Linked DNA regions of Rattus norvegicus: region 1 is linked to region 2. Evidence: chromatin contacts called from public Hi-C data. All regions are on one chromosome and are shown on one strand. The core of a region is the stretch at or near the end of the contact, and the rest is flanking DNA. Distances in the headings are between cores, read along the strand shown. Region 1 holds the start of Stx18 (syntaxin 18). Region 2 overlaps Stx18 (syntaxin 18).

What was found. Hi-C and Micro-C count contacts between places; a contact is called where the count stands out from the background.
Region 1: a Hi-C map of liver shows a contact between it and region 2, with 2.5 times the contacts expected there. The contact joins the promoter of Stx18 here to the enhancer-like site in region 2. A contact is called at or near these places in 5 of 12 Hi-C or Micro-C datasets (Schwann cells, frontal cortex, hepatocytes and 1 more).

Annotation. Positions count from the first base shown.
Region 1 is chr14:76,972,313-76,975,012 of GRCr8, reverse strand. Stx18 (syntaxin 18) reads left to right here and starts at 1,287. Exons shown (of 11, transcript NM_001012151.1): 1 at 1,287-1,468. The coding sequence starts at 1,301.
Region 2 is chr14:76,931,592-76,934,291 of GRCr8, reverse strand. All of the region lies in intron 1 of Stx18 (syntaxin 18), which reads left to right. Among named protein-coding and RNA genes, the nearest start is that of Stx18, 41 kb to the left of the region's middle. Within about 2 kb of position 1,356, at least 9 of the 93 cell types and tissues checked have an H3K27ac peak or open chromatin away from gene starts, as enhancers often do. A contact at or near this core is called in liver, where this site is marked.

The sequences.
Region 1 (2,700 bases), core at 38-2,537, 41 kb before region 2:
ATCCAGAAAAGTTGATACTGAAATAAGACTAAACCATGGGGGTCACACTCCTGGACAAGAAAACTCCAGGCAACTATGGCTGCTGAGAGAGGAAGAGTTAGCCTATCCCTCTAATTGGTTGTCCAATACGAAATGATAATCCCTGAAATCATACACACATAAACAGTTTCAGCAGATTGTGCTTGCATAGCCATGGATACTTACATATATATGCAACAATTACAATTAAGGAAGAAGAGGCTATAAATTTGAGACTGAGTTGGGAGACATGGAAGAAATCAGAGGGAGAGGATTGGAGGCTGGAGAGAGAAAAGGGAAGGAGAGAAAGTGGCATAATTGTATTTTTAATTAAAGGTGTACACAAAATAAAATAAACCATGAACAAAGCGTCCAGAAAAATTTTATTAGCTGACTTTAGTCAAGTTAAGTAACTCTCTTCTTTTCAATTTCCTCCTTTCTCTATAATAACTATGACTCAAGAGAGCGCTTTTCAAAACTACTTATTTAGGAGGAACATAACACAGTTATCATCAAGCTCAGTATGCTTCACTTTTCTCTGGCTCTCATAACTTCCTGCTCTCCATATCCCCCCGCTCAGGGATCTCTGCTCTAAGCCTCTTCTACACCATAAGTAAAAAAGACTGAGGACAATAATATTATCATCAACTGCAGCATTTACGGGCTGCGTAGTAAGAGTTAAACAACATGAGAATGCGCATTCTGTTTAATTTTCTGTGCATTCTAGGAAGGTGCTAGCTTCACTTTACCGAACTGGCTGAAGGTTTAAGAAGAGAGCCCTCTGGACTCTACCTCTATACACTTACCCTTTCCTAGTACAAGCACCCAGACGGTCATAGTTCATTGCTTCTTAAGTGGATCCCTAGACGACATAGGTCAAAGGTGTTAACACTCCCCACCTGTCAACCAAACCTCACGCCTGTCTTCTAAAGAATCATACGTGAGCGATCTTTCTAGTTTCCTGATGCTTCCGTTCCTGAAGCCCAGTTTTAGAAACCCTGTGAAACTTCCAAGCGTCTGACCCCGCTGAAGTTTGCAGTGAGGAGAAAGAGGTGCTGATGCACTGCGGGTAGCTGTCTGGAACGGAGATTCCCTGCGCTGGGCCGAGGCCGGAACCTTTCTCTACTCGACGCAGTACACGGGCTGAGAGCGGAACCTTCCTTTTCTGCTCACAGTTCCCAGGCGGAAGCGAAATCGGAACGTCCCTCAGCGACCGAGCTCTTGCTGGGGTCGCTTGCTGCTGACGTGTGCCGACCGGCTTCGGGCCGCGGCGCGGGTCGCTATGGCGGTGGACATCACACTGCTCTTCAGGGCTAGCGTCAAGACAGTGAAGACGCGGAATAAGGCTCTTGGAGTGGCCGTGGGTGGTGGAGCCGATGGCAGCCGAGACGAGCTGTTCCGCAGAAGCCCTCGGCCCAAGGGAGACTTCTCCAGCCGGGCCCGTGAAGTGGTAAGCTGGTTGCTATGGGAACGACTGGTGGGAGTCAGGGGCGGATCTGCAACCGCGGACCCTGCACCCCTAACTGGGCCCTGCCTCGTTAGCTCTTGGTGAAGTGAGGGAGTCTCTAGCAAGACAGAAGAGTCGGTCTCACGAAGCCAACAGCTGGCTCGGGGTGGCGACAGGTTTATTCTCACGAAGAGGGACGCATATCTGGGCACTGAAGGAAGCAAGTTTTGAAGAGGCTCTTGGATGTCCTTGAACTCAGGCTAACTTTTAGAGGCAGTGAGTTCGCCGTGGCTGCTGATTTGAGTGCCTTGGAAGAGTTCCCACAGTCTTACGCTTCCTGTATTAAAACTCACCACTCTCTCCGCTTGCCCTTTCATGTGTGTGTTTGGACCTCCTCTTGTGCATAGGGTTTAATAAAAATCTACGCTCAGCAGAACTCTCCTTTGTCCTTGCCTCCAGGAATAGGTAGAACTCAGTACCTCCAGAAACTGGTTTAGGATATCACCAGTGTAGGGTAAAAGCTTTTTCCTTCAGAACTGCAACACTTAAGCAACACCTAGTGTTGTAACTGTCCTCTAAACTGCTTTCTGTTCTCTGGACACAACCGGCTTTTGTGTCCCCCAACATAGGAACCTTCTCCATAAGGGTAGGAACATGTTGACATTATTTCTATATGTGTGACTGAAAACATTGCTTAGTAAATATTCCTTGGATGGATGGATGGATGGATGGATGGATGGATAAACAAATGAATAGATATTGTTTCCACTAAACAGGGAAAAGGAGATTGTTTGCAAAAGGAGATTGTTTGCAAAAGGAGATTGTTTGCATTATATCCCTTTGTATCTTTGACACTAAGGGTAAATGTTATTTTTGTTGCACCAGGAGGCATATACAGTCTGTTCTTTTAAAGACACACACACACACACACACACACACACACACACACACACACACACAGAGTGGTCCAAAGCATTGAAAGGTACAAGTCAAGGGAACCTAAACTTTAAGTATAATTAGTTTTCCAGTAAGCTCACCTCTGCTTGGCACATAATCCATTGCTTGATACTTCTCTTTTTGAGACAGGGTCTTTCCATGTAGACCAGGCTAGCCTTGAACTCACAGAAAGGTGACTGTTTCTGTCTCCCAAGTGCTGAGATTAAAGGCATGGGCCCCATACCAGATGACACTTGAATATTGTTTTATATATATATATATATATGCACAAGTTAATG
Region 2 (2,700 bases), core at 107-2,606:
AACTAGAATGTATATTATCCTTAGACGTGATTTCTAGATAGTTAGAAGCGCTATTCTTTTTTTTTTTTTTTTGGTTCTTTTTTTTTTTTTTTTTTGGTTCTTTTTTTCGGAGCTGGGGACCGAACCCAGGGCCTTGCGCTTCCTAGGTAAGCGCTCTACCACTGAGCTAAATCCCCAGCCCCTAGAAGCGCTATTCTTATCAACACTTTATAATAGATTTTTTACACTACTACCATTTGTAACTATTACAGTTTGAGTGGATAGTGAAATCTCATTGACACACAGTGAGAAGTGGACAGGAGGAAGCAGCCCTTCCGAGAACCTCACTGCTGTCTCCCCAGTCCAGTTAAAAAGGTCCTTTCTTTTTTTACTACCACTGAGGATTAACTTTAGCACAGCAGAGGTAAACACGCTGTGGTGTTGGCTGAATCCCAGGGGGACTGCCTGCTTTTAGTATTTAAAATGCCTCAGGGTATTCCGTCTCTTGTCGTACAGACCAATTCATTAGAGTCACATAGTAGACTTTCTTAATCTTTGTTGAAGTTTCCCCTTGCAGGATGTGAAGTGGAGTGGGAAGCAAGTACACTCTACCCGCAGCGAGGCTGCTTACAGAACGAATGAGTGTTAAGCTCTCTTAGTAGTTCACGACTTAAAGAAGCACCTTTCTGGCTTCATCCATTTTGGTGATGGAAAAGCTCAACTTGTAGCCTGTAGGTTCTGCTGTTTATACTCTACTGTGTGGCCACATCCCATATATTTAATGTGTAATTTATGACACGATCAGCAATATCTTTGTTTCCAAATGGCAAGTTTAAAAGTAGTAATGAGAATCAGAATGTGGCTGACTTTTCAAAATTATGCATCATACAGAGAAAAACTTGAAAGTACAAATTTTAAATCTCATAAAAGCTAATCAAATTTAGTAGTATACGTACTCCCTCTGCATCTGAATTTCATAAGCCCTAGGATTGCTGACTGCCTGAGGAGTCTGTTTCCCACCCTCAAGCATACATTCCTTCGCCCACTCGCCCACTAGGGAAGAGACTTCCAGAGGAGCCTGGAGATTGCCCCAGCCATCCTCTGGCTTCCCAGTCAATGACCAGCTTGTCTTACTCTCAGGTGACCGAAGAGTCCACAGCATTTCTCATTGTCCTATGTGTGAAATAGAAATGGCAGAGTGAAAGTTGACTGGTGACACAGCCTGTGTTAAGAAAAAGTGAATGGTGTTTTCCCAAGAGAAACAAAGTGACTTCCGCCAGGAGGGATTCCCTCCCCTTCACCCCCATACTGTCAGTGCTGAGTTAGGGTTGAGTTACTTCTTACTTTCCATGTTCCTGCTGTCTTACTCACAAGTGCTTTTTGGACGTTAGTGTTTCACTTTCTCTTCTGTAGCCATGGTCCCGTCCTGGTCCCTGGCAGAGCCTTCCAACACAGTTTGACTCATGGTGCACACAAGTTCAAGAGTTAATGAAATGTGTTTGATTAATTTATTACAGAGTGCTGCCTCAAGTTAAAACAGTTTTGCTCTGTGGAAAATTCTTTCTGTTCAAAAGAAGGTCCTTATTTCTAAGAGCAGAGCTCTGATTTTAATTAAATAAAGAGCATTTTCTGCAATTTTTTTCTAAAAGCTTAAGACTAATTTCTATGGTTACTAGGGATATAAATCTCTAGATTGCTTTAAAACAAAGATTTGTGTTCAGGAGAGAGTTGACAGCTCCCTTTAAGAGAAGCTATTACTTAATTTTACTTTCCTAAGTTTAAACACATAAAAATATTTGTAATGATACCCCAAAGGCATCATAAAAATGTAAAATAATTGTACTCTAAAATATCTAAAATTACAGGAAATAGACCTCATTTTAAAAAATGAACTAGGATTCATGACTAGGGAACTAGGGTGTGACACACTTCAAAACCAGTCTTTTGTTAGAAGGCTTTTTTTAATTATTAAAAAACATTTTGTTAATTGTACAGACTTTAAAATATGTCAGTTCAGTTAGGAAATAATTTTGTTACTTTTAATTTTTTCTACTGTGTGGATGCCTTCAGTCTCCTGCGAAAGAAGTCATCCGTGTGTAGAGTTATGTGGGAGCTCTGGGTTTGTGTCTGTGACTCCGAATTAGCCTATTCTAAGTATCGTTCACAAAAGGCCCATGCTATGGGCACCAACACTGCTGGCACATTACTCTTCCAAGGCGTTCTTTCTCTTTCAGTGCATAGTGGGAGCTAATAAACGGTTCAGCTTAGAGGTGTGTTCTATTTTAATAAGCACTCTATGAAATATTTGGTAGAAAGACTGCAAAAACATTTTCCACTTTTTAATAAATAAAGCTAATCTTTCCCTTCTTTCCCATGTGATGTTGTGGTTTTTCTTTTGCTGTTTTTGTTTACCAAAATGTTAGCTGGGCCATATATAATAAAACACCCCCATTTCATTAAGAAAGCAACATATGTCTTACACAGTGTTTATGCTAAAGACTAGATGTTCTGTGCAAGACGATCCTGGGCCAGGAATGCTTTGCATTAGCTTCCATTTATATTTTCACAGCAGAATGGGGGAAAGAAATGCCGGACCCTCTTTTTTTCTTTTTTCTTTTTTAAAGAGACAAGAAAATGCAGTTGAGTGAGTACTGAAATGCCGTGAGCTGCATATTTGAGCCGACGTAAACAGTGATCTTTGCAAATGCACAGGAATCAGCT